2 separate regions of the Mus musculus genome follow, and region 1 is linked to region 2. The links are chromatin contacts, called in public HiChIP or PLAC-seq maps. All regions are on one chromosome and are shown on one strand. Each heading gives the region's core, a stretch centred on a gene start, on an enhancer-like site or on the middle of the called end of the contact. The rest is flanking DNA. Distances are from core to core; before and after follow the strand shown.

What was found. HiChIP or PLAC-seq counts read pairs in DNA pulled down with a chosen protein or histone mark.
Region 1: a contact with region 2 is called in a FOXA1 HiChIP or PLAC-seq map of pancreatic cancer cells. The contact joins two enhancer-like sites. A contact is called at or near these places in 10 of 39 promoter capture datasets (3T3-L1-derived adipocytes, the C10 cell line, the HPC-7 cell line and 6 more), 3 of 115 datasets of contacts at active chromatin or transcription factors (embryonic basal ganglia, pancreatic cancer cells and stem cell-derived neural progenitor cells) and 3 of 9 other capture datasets (adipose tissue, embryonic stem cells and macrophages).

What each region holds. Positions count from the first base shown.
Region 1 is chr5:73,399,206-73,403,097 of GRCm38.p6, reverse strand. No RefSeq gene overlaps it. Among named protein-coding and RNA genes, the nearest start is that of Cwh43, 4.9 kb to the left of the region's middle. Within about 2 kb of position 1,602, at least 73 of the 459 cell types and tissues checked have an H3K27ac peak or open chromatin away from gene starts, as enhancers often do. A contact at or near this core is called in pancreatic cancer cells, where this site is marked.
Region 2 is chr5:73,102,110-73,105,574 of GRCm38.p6, reverse strand. It overlaps Fryl (FRY like transcription coactivator), which reads left to right. Exons shown (of 63, transcript NM_028194.2): 19 at 793-900. Among named protein-coding and RNA genes, the nearest start is that of 1700071G01Rik, 53 kb to the left of the region's middle. Within about 2 kb of position 1,759, at least 33 of the 459 cell types and tissues checked have an H3K27ac peak or open chromatin away from gene starts, as enhancers often do. A contact at or near this core is called in pancreatic cancer cells, where this site is marked.

The sequences.
Region 1 (3,892 bases), core at 353-2,852, 300 kb before region 2:
GCTCAGGCTCCACCCATTTCGGAAGAGGTCTTCCTCCTAGCTGCCTGAGGATGCCAGTCTTCTGGTTGCCTTCGGAACAAAATGTAGAATTCGCACCTCCTCCAGCGCCATGCCTGCCTGGACACTGCCATGCTTCCTGCCATGATGATAATGGACTGAACCTCTGAACCTGTAAGCCAGCCCCAATTAAATATTGTCCTTTGTAAGACTTGCCTTGGTCACGGTGTCTGTTCACAGCAATGGAAACCCTAAGACAGGGGTGATGAAAATATTTTGGAGGGGGCTGGTGAGATGTCTCAGTGGGTAAGAGCACCCGACTGCTCTTCTGAAGGTCCAGAGTTCAAATCCCAGCAACCACATGGTGGCTCACAACCATCCGTAACAAGATCTGACTCCCTCTTCTGGTGTGTCTGAAGACAGCTACAGTGTACTTACATATAATAATAAATAAATAAATCTTTAAAAAAAAAAGAAAAAAGAAAATATTTTGGAGTTTAGCTGTGCTGCCAGATACATAATAAATACACAAAGCCATTTGACTTCGCCCTTTGAGAAGATAAACTTAATGGCAACTTTTACCTCAATTGAATATGATGAGACTCCTGGTGTACTGCCTGTATTTTAAAAGTATTAGCAGGTTGTGGTAGCACGCATTTGTAATCCCTGCACTTGGGAGGAGAGGCAGAAGGACAAGGATTTCAAGGTCATTCTCAGCTATGTAGCGAGTCCAAAGCCAAACTGAGTAATATGAGCCTTTAGAAGGCAAAAGTTAAAACAACAACAACTAATGTTTAAGATAAACAAAAGAAATGAAAGAAATTCCACCACCACCACCACCACCACCACCACCATCACCAGAAAGATACACAGCAGCTCAGTGAACATCAATGTTAAAGATAATTACATAGGAGAAATTCACTTCACACTCACTATGGAATTCTGATTTTTTTATTTTTTAAAAAATCGGATGCTAACATGTTGACAAGGATGTGAAGACTGTGCTGGAGGGGGCAGAACGTGGTGCAGCTATGTTGGAAAACGTTCTATCGGTTCCTCAAAGAGTTAAATACAGAGGTACTGTATGAGCCAACCATTGCACTCCAAGGTATAGGTATGGGGGGGGCGGGCAATGTACAAACCCCATGCACAGATGCTTGAAGCAGCAGTGCTTCTAACAGCCCTAAAGAGAAGCAGTCCAAATGCATAAGCCCTGATTATAGTGTTATTTACATTCAATAGAACAGCATTCAGCAATGAAAAGGTATTGCTACATACGATGGCACAGTTCACTCTAGACACTGTGTTAAGAGAAAGGAGCCAGTCATTAAAAAAAAAATTGTACAATCCTGTTTACGAGAAATATTCTGAGTAGGCAAATTGAAAGTGACTGAGAGTGGCTTAGAGGTTACGGGGGGGGGGGTTCATATAGGTGGAGAAGGAAGTGGGTTGGTGAATCCAGTTTCTCATAGAGTAGATGACACTTCTAAAATTAACTTGTGACTGGCAACTTCCCGACTGTCAGTGTGCTGGCAGCACTTCCCTGCCCACGGGATGCTAAGTTCATGAATCACATAGGGTGAGGATCTCCAAAACACTTTCAAGTGTTTTGGGCGAGGCTGCAGTCTGAACGCCAGCAAATGAAGAAAAGACATCAGACCCTGCACTCTCCTGCCTGGGTGCCTCCCTGTTTCTCTCTGGATTGATTGCACTTCTCACTGTACCTGGCAAAAGCAACTGAAGAAAGGAAGGAAAGGTTTACTAGGGCTGATAATCTGAAGTTAAGGGTACAGTCCACGACGGCAGGAGAGGTCTGGCAACAGGGAAGGTCTTCCTGCTATACTGCATGCACAGTCGGGAAGCAGAAAGAAACAAAAGGGCACCTTCCTCCCTTTCTCCTTTCTATTCAGTCCAAGAGTAGAGCCCCAGGGCTGGTGAGATGGCTCACTGTGGTAAGAGCACCGACTGCTCTTCCGAAGGTCCTGAGTTCAAATCCCAGCAACCACATGGTGGCTCACAACCATCCATGAGATCTGATGCCTTCTTCTGGTGCATCTGAAGACAACTACAGTGGACTTATGTATAATAATAAATAAATCTAAAAAAAAGGAGTAGAGCCCAGGGGACAGTGCCGCCCACATTTAGGGTGAGTCTTCCCTCCCCATTTAAACCTCGGAAACACCCTCGTGGACACTCCTTGAGGTAAACTTTCCTGGGTGGCTCTTGAGTCCAGTCCAGTTGACAACGGAAGAGCAGTTTTCATATGCTGGAAACAAAAACCACACAGGTCTAATTGAGAGTGTGTGTCTGTGCAGTGCTTTGCTAGTCCATTATAAAGTTAGTTTCTTTTTCAGTATCTAACTTGCTTTTGTTGCAATTGGCCTTCTGTCTTACTTCATTTTCTTTAGCACTCTGACTGCAGCTCACCATAGGTGTGTCTGGAAAATGCAGTCCTTCGATGACGGGAGATCTTGGTGAGCAGCTATCCATCTCTGCTACAAAAGTCTACTTTATAGAGACTTATTTTGAGGTTTAAATAGATAAAAAGCTAAGGCCTTCAGTGTGGTGCCGGTTGTGGTGTTCACAGAACTCACAATACTGGGGGGGGTGGAGGGGGAGGTCTTTTGTTAAGCTGCCATGATGTTTGGCCTAGTGCAGGGGAGGTCTTAGAGACAAGGCTGGCAACTTAACAGTGACAGCTCTGTCCTGAGAGTATTTTAATTGCCTTCTTGAGGCTTTCTGTAATCTCGTTGGCATTCTCCCAACTACAGATTCCACACCAGCACTCGGCATACAAGGAAGGGTTTCATCATCGGCCCCCATCAGTCTCCAGAGAGAGCAGCATCCCACTCTAGACTGTTCTGCGTTTCCAGTCTGGTCCTGCATGGCACAGTGGGAAAGTTCCCCGAGGCTCCTGAGGCTCTCCTGTGCCCCTTTAATGTGGAGTTGAGTTAATGTATCCATAGCGAGTTAATTATGAAGCTGCTTCTAATTTCCTTACTAGGAAATCATATGATCAATAGAGGGCTCATAGGAAGTTTTAATTACCTGGCTCTCCACCAATCTTATTGCTTTTTAATTACAGAGATTATAAAATGTTTACACCCAACACACAGGATATGAGTTATTTGGATACTGATAAAGCCATGCTCAGCCTCGCCTGCACAGTGTGCATGCAATGATGTCAGCTTGCCATTGCAACTACTACCTCCATTTTCATATTTATAATAGGTTTGGCTCATATTTAAATTCCAAAGGCCTTAGCACCTCACTTTTTTGGTGGGATCTCTTTTCCACCCTGAAGCTGTCATTGACATTCTTACATTACCTGGAAATGAATGAAGTCCCTCACAGTCGTGCCAGCTGCTTCCTCGTCCCCTCTGTCCCCTCGTTTTATAGAGCATGACCACGCGGAGTTCAGTCAGAACACGATGAGACTGTTTTTCGTTTTATCGTAAAACGAGGATCTCTGGCATTACCTAACACTGCCTGTTGTGATAAAGATCTGATCTCCTGGTGAGAATAAGAAAAGCTCTTCCTTAAAGAGGTGTGCTGAGAAGAACCATCCACCTCCACCTCCTCCACCACCTCCTCCTCCACCTCCTCCATCACCTCCATCTCCACCTCCACCACCTCCTCCACCTCCACCTCCACCTCCTCCACCTCCTCCTCCATCTGCTCCACCTCCACCACCTCCTCCACCTCCACCTCCTCCACCTCCTCCTCCACCTGCTCCACCTCCACCACCTCCTCCACCTCCACCTCCTCCACCTCCTCCTCCACCTGCTCCACCTCCACCACCTCCTCCATCACCTCCTCCACCTCCACCTCCACCTCCTCCACCTCCACCTCCTCCACCTCCTCCACCTCCACCTCCTCTACCTCCACCTCCACT
Region 2 (3,465 bases), core at 510-3,009:
GAGCAATGAATGTTTCGGCTCTGCTAGCTTTCTCTCTTTGATATCGACCAGACCCTGGAATAATGTCTCCTACCTTCACAATGGGACTTCCTACCTCGATCCAGTGTAGGGAACCCCTCAAGGCGTGGCCAGAGGTTTGCACCCTGTGTGATTGATGCTAGGGCCTATGAAGTTAGCAAGCCACATTCACCATCACACAGCTATTCCTGATAGTAACTGGTATTTAGTGGTGTTTGTGAATAACTAAGTTCTTTTTAAATATAAAAGTGGATAGAACTTTTTAAGTATTTAAAATTATAAAGTTATTATACATGTTTCCTAATTAGTGAGGTCAGTTACTAGCCCTCATCTTCCTGAATGGTCTCCGTCCTTTCCGTTGTTTATGGATGGTAGCTAGCTGCTAGGTCTGTGTGTGTATTTGCTTGTGCCCCTCCTTTTTTTAAAGATTTATCTATCTATCTATCTATCTATCTATCTATCTATCTATCTATCTATTTATTTATTATATGTAAGTACACTGTAGCTGTCTTCAGACACACCAGAAAAGGGCATCAGATCTCATTACAGATGGTTGTGAGCCTTCATGTGGTTGCTGGGATTTGAACTCAGGACCTCTGGAAGAGCAGTCAGTTCTCTTAACCACTGAGCCATCTCTCCAGCTTGTGCCCCCTTTTTTTATTGGACCTTAGAACTGTGCTCCCGCCTTCTGTAACATTTTTGTAAAATGGATCTTTCTACCCCACATGATACGCTTCTTATTCTGTTTTCTGTTTGTTGTGATACATTTTTCAGGGGGGAAAGAAAACCCAAAATCGATTTGTTTAGAACCTGCATTGCTGCAATTCCAAGGTTGATTCCCGATGGTATGAGCAGAACGGACCTCATTGAGCTGTTAGCAAGGTGAGTGGCATTATTCCTGACTCTCTGTGGTCACAGCAGGCACAGCTTCGAGCCATCTGATTTGCTCTCTTCGTTCTCATCTTTTATTAACCCCCTCTCAAATTTTTAACTTCTAACTTCCTCCCAAGTCCCCCTCTCAGCCCCATTTCCCAGTTCACTGTCAGTTCACTGGGTTTACGTGACAAACATCCCTTACGTGGTGCTCAGTGAGGTTTCAGCATCCTGAGTAGTGACCACGGCCCAGTTAGCTTTTTCTGCTGCAGGAGAGCCCGGTGCCTCCAAGCGTTTTCTCCTCTTCTTCCTCCATTAGCTCTATAAAGTAGATAAATACCATGGCAACCACACTTAAGTGAAGTCTCCCAGCCTAATTCTAAGCCTGCTGAGGCTCTGCTGTGTGGGTGCCCCTGGGGACCATGCAGTTAGGGGGTCAGCTTCTCCATGGAAGACCAGACAGTAAATATTTCGTGGTTTTGCTGATTGTGCTATAATCCGGAGGTTCTCAACCTTTGGGGGTACCGGGTGTCGAAAAACCCTTTCACAGGGGTGACCTGAGACCATCAGAAAACACAGGTATTTACATTACAATTCATAACTAGCATAATCACACTTTGTGAAGTGGCAGTGGTTGGGGGGTCGCTACCATATGAGGAGCTGTATTAAAGGGTAATAATAGTATTAAGAAGGTTGAGACCCACTGCCTCAGTGTGTGTCATGTCTGCATTCCCACTGTGGCATTACAGAAGCAGCCAGACCATATTGCAGGACTGAACATGACTGGGCATCTGCCTGGAGCCTGCCCAGAGCCACAGTTGGCCAGCCACACCCTAGTGGAAAACCAAACACAGTGACTGGTTTGTTTGCTGGTTGCTGGGCAGTCACCATCTTGTGTAAATAGTGACCAGATTGCTGCAGCACTGTGGCTCGTTCCAGCCCTGGGCGAGAACACCTGGCACTTCCCAGACAGCCTTGCGCCTCCCTCAGGTGCTGGGACCCCGGAGACGGTGGCATTTGTCTCCCGACTATGAGGAGTCGAGGGGCTCGCTTGAAACTACTTTCCATAACTTCTCTCTCTCCCCACTCAGCCTCTTTATTGCTGGTTTGTGGCACTGAGTTGAACCTAAAGGTTTGTGCATGTTAGGCAAGGACTCCTCCATAGCTGCGGATCCTGCTGCATTATGTATAGGCACACGTGTATGCTTCATTTTGAAATAAGGTCTCACTATGCTCTCAAGGTCGACCTTGATTTCCCTCTGTATGCCAGGCAGGCCTGAACCTGGGAATCCTCCTGCCTCAGTCTCTTAAGTACCTGCAGTTTGATGTTTGTGCTAAAAGGCTCAGCTCTCGCTTAATTTTTTTTTAATTAAAAAAGAAACTTTAATTTCTTCTTACCATATGTGCATGTGTATGATGGGTGGGGGACACATGCCATGGCACAAGTGTAAAGTTCAGAGGTCGTCTTTGGATTGGAGTTGGTCCTTTACCTTTACCTTGTGTGGGCTCCCAGCGCTCAAGAGTCAGAGGCAGGAAGAATTGAGAATTGGAGGGGAGACTGTGTTATATACTGAGACCTCCGTCTCCAAAATACAATAGATAAAATATAAACAGTGCAGAATTAGAAAACTGGCATCCTACTAGGAACCTGAAGTGCTAACCCACAGTGTTCGTCCTTACAGCAGTGAGCAGCTACTGTCAAATCCATCCTCACTGGTCCCACCTCAGCCTCCCTTGACCTACATCTTTCCGGAAGATGATCCTGCAAGATAAATTTCTGACATCACCCCTCTCACCTCCCCCAGGAATGAAGCCACACCTGACAGGCTCAAGGCGAGGGATGCTGGGGCTGGAAGGAGCCAGCCTCGGAGCAGTGAATGGCAGTTTAATTGCTACCTCCTTTCCCTCCTCTCCCTGCAGCTGCCATCTTAAATTAATTTACTTCCATGGCCAGAAAGAATCTAGAATATGTTGGTTTGGAATTACAGTGTCTAACTCTTCCTTACTCAAAAGTAAGGGAAGCCAGATAGCAGACAACCACACAAGGCGTGTTGTAAATTTAGAAACCTCTATAAAGGGAAAAATAATCCCTTGAATTTAATTAGCAAGGTCCCATTGTTCTCTCCCCTGCACAAGGCACGTATGTCCTGAGTCACACCGATTTGGCGCGAGCTATCTAGACAGTCATGGGTTTAAATAAAGGCAGTGTAAATAACTAGTGTTATTTGCTCCTAAAACCTATGCCGCACTACAACGGATGTCTCTTTAGTTTCTGTCAGTTGAAGGCTGGCTTATAGTGAAGACCAGAGCTGAGATAAACTGTGATACCTCACTTCTTAGCCACATACCATCCCCCTTGCTCATCATAACTTCGCGGACCTGGTGGGCTGTTGACACATTTTATTTTCAAGGCATAGCCCTTTTTTCTTATATTACTCCCATTCCTACCCTTAGGAATGACTTCTTTTGACTCCGTCTTGATATTGCCTTTGTAATGAGCTATTTATATTCCGTCTACAACCTTAAATGCCTTTAAGAAATGGTTGACATTAGTCATGACCTCTTCCGTAACTA